Linked DNA regions of Mus musculus: all the other regions are linked to region 1. Evidence: chromatin contacts called from public HiChIP or PLAC-seq and promoter capture Hi-C data. All regions are on one chromosome and are shown on one strand. Each heading gives the region's core, a stretch centred on a gene start, on an enhancer-like site or on the middle of the called end of the contact. The rest is flanking DNA. Distances are from core to core; before and after follow the strand shown.

The links. HiChIP or PLAC-seq counts read pairs in DNA pulled down with a chosen protein or histone mark. Capture Hi-C pulls out chosen DNA fragments and counts their contacts.
Region 2: an H3K27ac HiChIP or PLAC-seq map of microglia shows a contact between it and region 1, with 4 times the contacts expected there. The contact joins two enhancer-like sites. A contact is called at or near these places in 2 of 115 datasets of contacts at active chromatin or transcription factors (microglia and pancreatic cancer cells).
Region 3: a promoter capture Hi-C map of adipose tissue shows a contact between it and region 1. The contact joins two enhancer-like sites. A contact is called at or near these places in 4 of 115 datasets of contacts at active chromatin or transcription factors (bone marrow-derived macrophages, effector CD8 T cells, large pre-B cells and 1 more) and 2 of 9 other capture datasets (adipose tissue and liver).
Region 4: a contact with region 1 is called in a promoter capture Hi-C map of liver. The contact joins two enhancer-like sites. A contact is called at or near these places in 6 of 115 datasets of contacts at active chromatin or transcription factors (bone marrow-derived dendritic cells, bone marrow-derived macrophages, effector CD8 T cells and 2 more) and 1 of 9 other capture datasets (liver).

The regions. Positions count from the first base shown.
Region 1 is chr2:167,948,559-167,951,568 of GRCm38.p6, forward strand. The region is part of intron 1 of Ptpn1 (protein tyrosine phosphatase, non-receptor type 1); the gene reads left to right. Among named protein-coding and RNA genes, the nearest start is that of Ptpn1, 18 kb to the left of the region's middle. Within about 2 kb of position 1,438, at least 200 of the 459 cell types and tissues checked have an H3K27ac peak or open chromatin away from gene starts, as enhancers often do. A contact at or near this core is called in adipose tissue, liver, microglia and 1 more, where this site is marked.
Region 2 is chr2:167,799,399-167,802,200 of GRCm38.p6, forward strand. No RefSeq gene overlaps it. Among named protein-coding and RNA genes, the nearest start is that of Gm32513, 11 kb to the left of the region's middle. Within about 2 kb of position 1,388, at least 138 of the 459 cell types and tissues checked have an H3K27ac peak or open chromatin away from gene starts, as enhancers often do. A contact at or near this core is called in microglia and pancreatic cancer cells, where this site is marked.
Region 3 is chr2:167,712,182-167,715,243 of GRCm38.p6, forward strand. No RefSeq gene overlaps it. Among named protein-coding and RNA genes, the nearest start is that of Gm38464, 12 kb to the right of the region's middle. Within about 2 kb of position 1,415, at least 81 of the 459 cell types and tissues checked have an H3K27ac peak or open chromatin away from gene starts, as enhancers often do. A contact at or near this core is called in adipose tissue, where this site is marked.
Region 4 is chr2:167,780,220-167,783,039 of GRCm38.p6, forward strand. Gm14321 (predicted gene 14321) reads left to right here. Exons shown (of 2, transcript NR_166468.1): 2 at 2,273-2,820. Among named protein-coding and RNA genes, the nearest start is that of Gm32287, 3.7 kb to the left of the region's middle. Within about 2 kb of position 1,427, at least 46 of the 459 cell types and tissues checked have an H3K27ac peak or open chromatin away from gene starts, as enhancers often do. A contact at or near this core is called in liver, where this site is marked.

The DNA of each region.
Region 1 (3,010 bases), core at 188-2,687:
ATTATTTTATTGTATTTGAAATTGTCTTTCTGTGTAAGGTAGCTCAGACTGTCTTCAGTCTCACGTGTACTGCAGGCCTTCCTGCCTCGGCTTCCCAGGTCCTGTAGCTGCAGGGATATTTTCGCAGTCGATTAGCGCTGTGCGCATTGTTCACCTTCCAGTTACTCCTTGGCACTGGGACTGTGGGCTTCATGTTCCCAAGCCGCTGACATGATGTCTGGCGCGTTGCTCCCCTTTGCTAGCTGGCTTCCTCTTTGATCCGTCGGTGGACACTTTACCTTACACCCTGAGCCGGGCAGCGTTTAGTGTGCTTGACCTGTCCTTTGCTTGCTTGCTTGCTTGCTTGCTTGCTTGCTTGCTTGCTTGCTTGTTTGCTTGCTTGTTTTGGTTTGTCTGCTTGTTTGGGACAAGGTCTTTTTATGTAGCCCTGGCTGTTCTGGAACTGGCTACAAAGACAAGGCTGCTCTGAAACTCAGAATTCTTCCTCCCTCTGCCTCCAAGTGCTAGGATTAAAGTTGTGCACCACCATGCCCTGTTCTGTTCTGTCCTTGACCATTGTTTGGTGCTGGGGAGTGCACTCTTCCTGTGTCTCATAGGCATATTAGCTAAGCCCCTACCAAGCCTGGAAACCCTTTCTGAGGAAGAACTGTGTAACACCTGCTGGTGGTGACTCTAGCAGAATCTTGCATGAGCCTACACTTCATCTCAGAGGGCCTGTCCAGGCCATGTTGATGCATGATAGGACTGAGTTCCTCCTCGCTGCTCCCCCTGACATGTGCATGACTTGCCGATCTAGCTTTGTGTTATAGGGCACTGCCAGAGAGAGAGAGGGCATCGGTGGGAGCCAGGCTGAGCTGAGAGGAAGTGGAGGGGCTGAGTCAGGCCATCAGGCTGCAGGAAGCAGCTTCCTTAGCATATGCCTCTGTGGCTGGGGAGAAGGGAGTCGTGTGTTCTCAGCGTTAGGTCATTCTGACCACGTTGCTTCTGTGTTTTCATTTGTGTGGTATTTCCTGAGATTCTGATCTTGCCAGAAAGTGCCCAGCAAAAATTCTGGACAAGTGAGGTGTTTCTCTGCATTGGTACCTAACCCCCTCTTGAAGTGTTATCCTGGTCCAGCCCTGAAGACCATTCAGGGCTTGGTTTTTTGGACACTCCTTCCCCTTGGAGCTTGTGAAATGAGTGGTGTGGTTTGAATGGAGAAGGAAGGCCCTAGTCTGTCCAGGGAGTCTGGCTTGTCTATCCTGGCCCTGCCAGTCTGCTGCTCCTGTGCAGAGAGTTGTCTGGGGTGCTTAAGCCTCAGTGCATTTCACACAAGGGGGCTCACTCCTGTGTGAAGGTGATTGAGTTTACAGCAGAGGCATTTGTGGTCTTCTGTGGGATGAGCAGAACTCCTCTGGTGAGTGACAGCAGGAGACAGAGAAGATCGACTATGATCAGAGTGCACAGAGCAGGCTTGTGGCCTAGGAGGAGGCGTCTGCCCTGCCCAGCATCCTCTCTGTGCAGCTCTGCTACTGTGGAGCCTCAAGTCTCCATTCTCCCCAGTTTGAAGGGGACAGACACTGTGCCCAGGCTGCTGATGTGCCCAGCCAGCAAGACCAAGCCTGTAGCTCCCCAGATCTGTGTAAAAACAGAGCTTTGAAACATGGGCCCACCTTTCTTAGAGTACAGGCTGAAGGTTAGAAGTGGAAGAGATGAGAATGGAGTGGTCACAGGACTGGTATGGAGGCTGGTGGGGTTTCCAATGTATAGGTCTGGGCTGGGCCTATGCTGCTATAGCCACTGCAGTGGCCACTAGCAGTTGCAGACATGGGGGAATCTTAGGGCTGTTTCCCTATAAGAAAACAAGCATGTGACATGGCCCTGGGCTTGGTAACCCAGCTCTGTGGCTTCTCCCTGAGCATACCTTGTGATGCCGCACAGGCTGCAGGCATTCTGGTCTGTCATGGCTACTACTTGCCTCCGTGTTTAGGGACTTTCTGTACCTGCCAGTGCCCACTGAAGAAGATGGCAAAAGCAAGCATGAGCTTGTAACCACAGAGCTGAATAAACACTGGAAAATGGACGATAGTAACCTTCAGAAACACTTGTTTTTAAATGTCCCTGAGTAATCAGTTCTAAACTGAGAGAGGCTTTCATAAAAACTGTCCAGGTCTCAGTGTCCCAGGACACCTGGCTTGTGAGGTACACAGCACCTTCAATTGTACCTGGGTCACTTCACAGAAGAGTGTTGAGATGGACTTTCCTTAGCTGGCACAGGCTCAGAATGGTAACCATGCGTGACAGTACAGACAGTTCTCCGTGGATGTGCCACACCTCAGGAGCTCGGAGTTTGCTTGGCACTCAGGTTGTGTTTTCCTGTAGACACTGCCGGAAGTTAGTTACATGCACACCCTGCACGCAGCATAAAGTTACATAAACCCCCTTAGTTTACCTGAAGCTCTATTACTATCACATGACTTCATGTGGCAATGGTTTTTATGAATGAGTAGCATTGGGGTTCGCCTGGAGGCTTATGTCTGCCTGCCCCTTTCCAGGCTCCTACGCCACTGGAGGCAATCTTTCTACCTGCCTGCCTGCCTGCCTCCCTCCCTCCCTTCCTTCCTTTTAAGTCAGTCTGATGCTGAGGGATTCAGTAGGACAGAGTGATTTGGGCTCAGAGTAAGTGTGAGCCCCAGAACTATCATCAGGCTAGAGTCATGGGGTCTGGAGAGCAGCGACAGGCAGCTAGGGCGTCTTCATGGCTTCTGTGCTTTATGGATTCCCAGGTAAGAGCCCATTGGGTGTTTGCCTCTGGTCTACAGAGTCAGTCGCCTATTTCTGGACCGCATGGTCTTCTGTAGCAGCCTGGTACAGTGTCAAGTGCTTTGCAGGGTTCTCATGAGTAATGCTGCCTGCCGTGAGGGCCGTGGGACCCAGGTGACTCATCGCAGACATGCATGAACTCGGTGTCACTCGCATCCCTGGGGAGCATGTTGCACAAGAAGCAGCTTTTAGCTGCAGCTTCACTGCC
Region 2 (2,802 bases), core at 138-2,637, 150 kb before region 1:
TTTTTTTTTGAAACCTCAATTCACAAATAGATTCCACATCATAAGACAGAGTGGCTTTTGGAGGCGAAGGAGCACTTTGTAGCAAAGGTCACGGCTGTCTCAGGTGTGTTTATTGGCGCTTAGTTTAAATTGCCCCTCACGTCCCAGGAAGGTGGAAGTCTTAAAATTACTTCTCCCTCCATCTGGCGCCGCCCAGGCCCGGAAGCTCTGAGTCGCCTCACACTGAATTATTAATTATGATTTTCTTCTGTAATTGTCTACCCTGGAGTATGGACCAGCAGGCTCTGACTTGCCTGACCTTAAAGACAAGAACTCAAAGGCTCTTGGAGATCAGTTGCCTCAGTCAGTGGAACTGCTGTGCGACCCTGGGCAAACACATTTCCTCTCTGGGCTGTTCCATATGTGTGGTGCGGAAGTGAAAGCTTTTGAGTCTGCTAGCAGGGATATTTTTCTCTTGTTCGGTTGGAGACAGTGTCTCAGCATGTAGCTTTGACTATCCTGGAACTATGTAAACTAGGCTGGCCTAGAACTCACAGAGATCCGCCTGCCTCTGCCTCCTGAATGCTGGGATTAGAGGCACGGACCCCCACTGCCCAGCTAGGAGGGACATTCTCTTAATTTCAAACTTGAAAGTGGGTCTCTGGTGCATTGTAATTTTAGATTTGGATGGTCCTAGGGAGGAAGAGAAATGGACACTCAGCCATCTTCCACAGGTCATCCCAAGGTCACCTGGGATCAACATCCATTTATTAGCAGACAGGGAAAAATTAAGGGGTGGAGCACCAAGGAAGGCCTGGTAGAGAGCCAAGAAAGTCACTTCCCTTAGAGACCATAGGCCAGAGATGATCACATGGTTCTAGGTGCAAAGCAAGTTGGGAAATGTAGTCCCTGACTAGACAGTTACTAACCTATAGCAACCTCTGTCCTCTGGTATTCTCTCTCTCTCTCTCTCTCTCTCTCTCTCTCTCTCCCTCTCTCTCTCTCTCTCCCTCTCTCCCTCCCTCCCTCCCTCCCTCCCTCCCTCCCCCCTCCCCCCTCCCCTCTCTCCCCTCCCTCTCCTTTCTTCTCTCTCTGTTTCTGTCTCTCTCTGAAATGTGACTTGCCTGGAACTCACAGAGATGTGACACTCTTTTTCTTTAGTTGCATTTTTATGTATTTGTGTGTTTTGGGGGGGGGGGGGTGGCGGAGGAGGGATAGGGAGGGGGAGGAAGATGGAGGAAGGGGGAGAGGGGGAGGGGGAAAGGGAGAGGGGGGAGGCTTTGCTTGCAGCAGTTCATGTGTGGGAGTCAGAGGACAGTTTCAGGAGTCAGTTGTCCCCTCACACCCAGTAGGCTGTCAGGCTGAATGGCAGGCATCTTTCCCTGCTAGGCCTCAGTGTTCTCAGTGTTCTCTTTTCAAAGGAATTACACAGAGGAAAGGAATTTCATCCCTTGTTTATCAGTGAACTAAAACATGTGAACTAAAGCATGTGACTTCCTTCCACGGAGAAAGCTCCTGTAAGGTCTGCCCTGTACCTGTGAGGGGGTCTAGTGTGGGCAGAGGATGGACAGACAGATACAAGGACAGACAGACGTTCAGATGAGCAGAGCACAGAGAGCTTGGAGCAGACTGTGGATGAGTCCCCATGACTAAGCCGAGAAGGCCTGTCAGTAGAAGAAGGGGGGCGGGGGGAGGCGGAGACCTTCTGAACACAGTGTGCGGCCATCAAGCATGCCCCTGCAGAAACAGTGTGCGGACCCAAACCTCACTCCACACGAAGCACTGAGGGGTAGGCGAGATGGCTCAGTGGGTAGTGTTCACTGTGTTAGTGCGAGCACCCAAACTCAGATCCACAGTACCCGTACAACTAGCCTGGTGTGATGGGGAATAACCAGGAGCCCAGTGCCTGGGGGTAGGGGTGGAGATGGGAGAATCCCTAGGACTCCCAGACCAGACACTCTAACTGAATCAGATCACTTCAGGCCATAGAAACCCTGCCCCCAAAAGATAAGGTGTCGAGAGCCAGAGGAGGACTGGCCAGTTGGGCCTCTCAAACACACACGGTCGAAAGAACCATTGACTCGAAAAAGCATAGTAAGAAGATAAGGAGTGGCCCAGCCTCAAGAAGGCTGAGCGAGAAGCTGCATGATGTGAGAACAAGGGAATTAGGGGAAGACCTGAGCTCGGATCCCTAGCACCCAGATAAGAGCTGACCATGTCTGAGCATGCTCGAAGCCACTGCACTGTGGGTGGGAGATAAGCAGATCCCTAGAGCTGCTGGTCAGCTGGCCTGGCTGAAACTACTTCTGTGCAGTGAGAGACCCTGCCTCAAAACACAGATAATGGAGACAGATAAATGACATCGTCCGCTGTGTCTGCGTGTGTATATGTAACACAACACACAGTATACACACATACACACCACACACATACCGTCACACATGCACTCTCAGTGCATGTGCAACACAACACAGTGTACACACATACATACACACCACACACATACACATACCACCACACACGCGCACACACACACATACTACATACCTATGCACACACACACATTCACACACATCCACCATCACACACACACACACACACACACACACACACACACATACACACACAAACACACAGGCAAATTTATCAGTGGCCTCATGGAGAGTCAACGATTATGTTCTTTAACGGCCCCATTACAAAGATGACACAGCAGAGCCTAGGCTATGAGGCTCCACAGTACGGTGCTAGCCTTACACACAAACTCATCAGTTAAAAAGGTAAAGCCAGCTGGGCGTGGCGCTGCATGTCTGTAATCCCAACACT
Region 3 (3,062 bases), core at 165-2,664, 240 kb before region 1:
CGCAGTTAGCTAAGTCATTCCCCACCTATCCGCACACTCCACCAAGATCATTATCATCCTTCATAATTAAGAGCCTAGCGAAGCTCAGCAGCCCACGGTCCAGCTCCAGGGAGTCCTGCCCAGCAGGCCCTCCCAATGCTGGGATAATAGCTACCCCCACATGGCCGGGCGAGGCCATGTTGCTCGCCCCATCCTAGGCTGTCCCAGGCTCCAAGGTCTTAGAAATCAACTCTATCTGACATTCAGGACTGCAGCAGGCAGCCCCTGGGCCAGGCCAGCCCGGAGATGTGTTGGGTCTGGGGTGTGGGGCTTATGCTGTGGATTTACATGCATGGCCCACGCTGAAAATAAGGCTTCAGCCTGGCTTCCCTGGAGCAGTGGGAAGATAAGAGTGTGATGTCTCTACTGGCCATGTCAGGGTCACATTTGCCTACTGCCAGTTCATTTGAACGTCTCGTCTCTGCCTAGAACCTTTCGGCCACTGAGTTTGAGGCGCTCCTGTGGTGTACAGAGTTGGAACTCATTTATTTATTTATTTTATTTTATTTTTTTTTAGATTTATTTATTTATTATATGTAAGTACACTGTAGCTGTCTTCAGACGCACCAGAAGAGGTCATCAGATCTCATTACGGGTGGTTGTGAGCCACCATGTGGTTGCTGGGATTTGAACTTCGGACCTTCAGAAGAGCAGTCGGGTGCTCTTACCCACTGAGCCATCTCACCAGCCCTGGAACTCATTTATAAGAGAGGCCATGAGGTTCAAAGAGGCAAGGAACTGACTGCACAGTGAGCCTTTGCTCAGGCTGATGTGTAAGCGCTGGGGACAGAGGGACTGTGCTGACAGACCAGGGAGCTGGGGTTAGAGAGTGGGTTTGAGACGCTCAAGAGATCAAAGCTGCCATTTGGACAGGAAGCTCAGTGAACTCGCAGTGATCATCAGCCCGGGTCCCAGTAGAGAGGAAGTGGGGGGCGGGGGGGGGGGGGAAGCCGGTAGAGAAGAAGGTTCAGTGTTGTATGCTGCACGGAGCACAGAGCCTGTCCTGTCGAACCAATGATGAATCCTGTAAAGTCGTGTGTCCCCCCCCCCCCCCCCCCGTCCTACCCTGTCTGTCCCGCATGCGCACTAGAGAGAGAGAGAGAGAGAGAGAGAGAGAGTCAGTCTTGTTGTCTGTCCCACCACGTGCTTCCTGAACACAGGATGTGGATGGTCCAAATGTTGACCTAATCCAGAAAGAAGGCTTTGGCTCCACCAATTGGGAGCAGAGAATCTACCTTTAGTTCCCCGACTCCATATCGCCCCTCCTGGCCTGGAGGAGGAACTGCAGCCTGGAAACCCTGCACTACCCCTAATCCCCAATCCTTGGACCTTGCTAGGGACACTCTGACCCCAACTGGCGGGTGTGGGCCAGCCAGACTCCTGGGACCCAGTTCGAAGAGCATCCAGCACTTGTGGTGAGCTCCCCACTGACGCGGGAGACTGAATAACAGCCTCAGTCATCACGTGCTTTTACTAAAAATAAACTTGACATACTTTTGCATTGGGAAAGAACGCAGATTCCAAGCATTCTCAAAGGGCAAAGACGGGGAAAAGGAAGAATGGAAATTGGATTTTTGAGCTTAGTAATTAATTAGTGCCTGTAAACATATGATTCATGCTTTTTTCCTGGCTATGTTTTTTTTTTCTTTCCATTTTGCGTGGTCTTTCATAGAGACGGGAGAAAGGAGACCAGAACAAAGAGAGAGGGGTGGGGCAGAGACCGGAAGGGTTAGCAAGCCTTGGCCAGCTGTAAAGGAAAGGGGCACTTGGTCTTCAGGTGGAGGTGGAGCTAGGAAGATGGCGATATGTCCAAAGGACATGAGAAGCTAGAGTGGAGGGACAGGAGACAAGGTCACGAAGATGTCCCCTGAGAAGTGTGGTGGTGGCCTTATTATGGTGTCACACTTAATCCCTGAAGGATGGGGAAGCACGGTGGAGTTTTGAGCTAGGGAGGAATGTCATCTGGCCCACACAGTGGAGAGTTTATTTATTTATTTATTTATTTATTCATTTATTTAAAGACAGGGTTTCTCTGTGTAGCCCTGGCTGTCCTGGAATTAGCTCTGTAGACCAGGCTAGTCTCAAACTCAAAGAGATCTGCCTGCCTCTGCCTCCCGAGCTGCAACTGAAGGCATGTTCCGCCACCACCACTCAGATGATAATTTGGGTTGCTGAGTTTTCCCAGTGATACCTCGTGGCCGTTCAGAGGGCTGCATGTTAGCATCTGCCTCTTTCCTACAGAACACCGGCCAAGTGTCATTCATGAGGGACCTTGTCTGCCCTTTTGCTTCTGTGTTCCCAGGGCCGAGGATGTGTTTGTCTCTATGGCCTAAGGCCAGGCCAGAGAGGCCATCCCAGGCCAATATGGGATGAGAGAGGCAGGTTTTATTAAATTCAAACTCTGGGGAATTAGGATTGGAAAACTCTGTACAAGGTGAACTTCTCAGCAAGGGAGGCATACAAGCAGAGCTTACACTACCAGCCCACCCCGGCACCCTCTCTGATTTCAGATTTTCTCTGCACTGGGTCATAGACCCCTGTACGCAAAAATGACCCGTGAGGTTGGAATATTGTTATGTACACTGCTCAAGAAAATGAGGCCCAGGGAGGACTGATGTAGCCACGGACACTGGTTACAGGTGGGAAATCTCTTCTTGGCAGAGGTTGGTTCTAGCTCCAGCTCTGCACACAGGTGCTGTGTGTCCTGGGGCCAAATGGTTTGCCTCTCTGAGCGCCTGCAATCTTCTTGCTCCTTTAAGTGGGCATAAGTATACTTGTTGACAGGGGGCTGGGTGGGGGTTGGAAGGTCTGAGCTGCCACAGGAGTGAAGTCTTCAAGGCCCTGCTCAGGTGCTCTGCCCGTAGGCCCTTCTGGCTCGTGACCTCTCTTCACTCAACACTCCAATGGAGTCTTCCCTCCAACCGCCCACTCAGCCCTGATTCACTCAGGCTGTGAGCCTCTCTACCTTCTGCCTGTTTTGTTCTCCTTTTTCTTAGTAAAACCGCTGCCTTCCCCAATTGCCA
Region 4 (2,820 bases), core at 177-2,676, 170 kb before region 1:
GGCTGGCAATGGGAGGTGTAGAGGCCCCAGCTGAGGAAGAACACACCTTGGGTATCTTGGCTGAACACAGAGCTAGAACTCAAACCTTGTTTTGTTCTGGGGTCTCGGGGCTGCTGGGAGGCCCAAGCTGGAAGGCTCTCTAGGAGAGAGCTGGCCTGGGGTTGAACCAGACCCTGACACCCCCTCCAGCCTGGGTAATTATCTGAAGTGTGGGCAGCTCCCACTTCCTGCCCCTTTCATCCCAGCTCCGGGGCTGCAGGCAGCAATTAACCTCCCCAGCGCCCCTCTGAAGTAGGTTCTGGAGGCAGACATGTTATTAAACCCATTTTTACAGCTAGGTAAACTGAGGCAAAGACCACTGCAGCTGGAGCCTGCGGTTCCCCGTGACTCAGCAGCTGTATTTGCTCCTGCTTTTCTGTCTCTCGCTCTCGGGGCTGTAGCCAGGTGCACCCCATCCCAGGCCAGGCCTGAAACAGGAGTCCTGACCTCCTGCTCTCACACAGATGGGGCTCCCAGTTGTTGAACGTCACCGGAATTTGACTCTGCTGTGTAACCCTAGACAAGTCCATTCTCCAGGTAACAGGAAAATGTCTGCTGTTTACTTTGTAGCTTTATCCTGGGCACGAAGCACACTTCTCTGTGTGATAGAAGCACACATCTATCTATCTTTGCACTGGCAAAACACCATCCTCAGAGTTCAACCAACATCGGAGCTTCCTAACCTCAGGGCCTTTGCACATGCAGAGCGACCTGCTGGGACGTCCCCCTGGTAGTGGCTCATCATTCTTGACCCCAGAGCCGCCTCACCTCAGTTTAGAGAGAGCCTTGACCACACCCCTCACACACTTTAGGTGTCTCACCGCTTAATTTCCTTGTGCTCTTTTCTGATCACACATCTGTTTGATCCACAGTGAGTCCCTGAGCTCGGCTAGCACACAGTAGGAGCTCAGGAAATTGTGGTTTTCTTCTTTCTTTGCTGACTCTGAGGTCAGCTGGGAGCCATTTTGAATGTCTCTGGTCCCCTGCTCCCTCTTGGGAATGAAGCATGGACTGGGGCCCGTGAGTTTCAGTCAGCTGCTCTGAGGTCCCAGTCCAGGTTCTGAATGTCCCCAGACTGGAGGTGGACAGTGGTAGTGAGAGGCCACCGGCCACCCTGGGTGCAGGGCTCTGTGCCTTACAGCTCACCTGTGGGCAGAGCCTTACCACCAGCCACTGGCTCCCTTGATATGTCTGTCAGCACCCTTGGGGGAAAGAATTTGGAGAGGGGAGAAAGAAGGAGAAAAGCAAGCAGGGTGTGAGGGGACTCGTCCCACACCTGTGTAAACAATGTCACCTTACACCCCGTCAAGCACCCTCGCCTTCCGTGCCCGGTCCTGGGCTTGTTTTCCTTGGCACAGGTACCCACAGAGTGGAATTCGGCCGAAGGGACCCAATTGTCATCTTCTAAGCGTGTTCCCAGGCCAGGGACCGCCAGGGCTCTGACTGACACCCTACTCCTGCCCTCAGAAGTTCCAGAACGTTCCTGGGACTTGGGAGCCTCCAGCTCTGGCAGCTGTCCCGGAACACTGGAATGTTGGGACTCAAAGCTCCTTCCTGCCCGCCTTCCGGGAGGCACTTGAGGTTGGGACAGGGAAGTGAGGCCTGAGGTCAGAGGGTATGGTAGCCAGAGCAAGGGTCCCCAACAGTGCCATTCATCCCTTTCTTCCCCGGGGACCTCCTGTGCCCATTCCAGCTCTGAGGTACCAGGGCCCGCTGCAGCTCTTGGTTCAAGGATGATGGAGTGACAAAGTCTGTCCGGGTCTCTCATGCTGGCAGTCTTTGGAGGATATGCAGTTTCTCCTTGAGCTCCAGAGTGACCATACACAAGGCCAACACAAAGACAAAGCCCCACCCCCGCCCTAGAAATGAACCACGATTGACTGGCGTCTAAACTGCTGGATGCAGCCCCACCTGAAGTCTTGCCCTGGGATGCTCCATCTCCACGGGCAACCGGCTTGCCTCTTGGGGTCTGGTTTTGTATCATTTGCACACAGAAAGCTCTGACTGACTGGGAGGAGGGAAGGGAAGAGATCCCGGATAGAGAGAGCTGTAGGCGCAGAGACGGGAAGGGATTCATAGCACAAGGCTCCCGGGGAAGGGTATGCGCATTTGCCACAGGTTTGTGGTGGGAGGAATGTATTCTGAGGAGAGGACAACCCACCAGACAGCTTGGAGTGGTGAGAAGCAGACTGAACACCAGATTGAGCCCCACCAACACTATCTCGTGTGCCAGGCTGCTGGTGTGTTCCTGGAGGCCCACACAGAACGAATTCTATGGTGCGCAGCGAGAGTACGAGCCAGTGGAGTGGCCCAGCTGCTCTGCTTCCTTGGTCCTGGAGAAGCTTGATCCAGTGCCTCAAATCATCACCTTGCAGGCCCCTCCGTGACCAAGAGGGAATCGGCCAGCTCCAGCTGGTGGTGCGTACCCCATACAGTGCGGTCTCTGGCCTGCAGCACTCACAGAAGACATTTCTGCACTTAGATGTTCACAGTCTCGGAACAGAAGATGCCCCGCCCCCGCCCCGCCCCGCCCCGCCCCCGCCCGTGCCAGTGCTGGAGTATCTGGGCCTCTTCACAGATGTCAGAGCCTGTGTTCCCCCGACCCCCAGCTGTTTCTTTGCTAGTAGGACGCTTCTGAGATGCCCACAGAATCCGGTGTATCAGTATAATATTCTTTTTTATTGCTTCATAGCATCCCACGAAAGGGAGGGACGGAGGCTTAGGGAATACTCAGACCATTTCCAGTTTTTAGCAGTTAGGAAACACGGGAAACCCATGCGG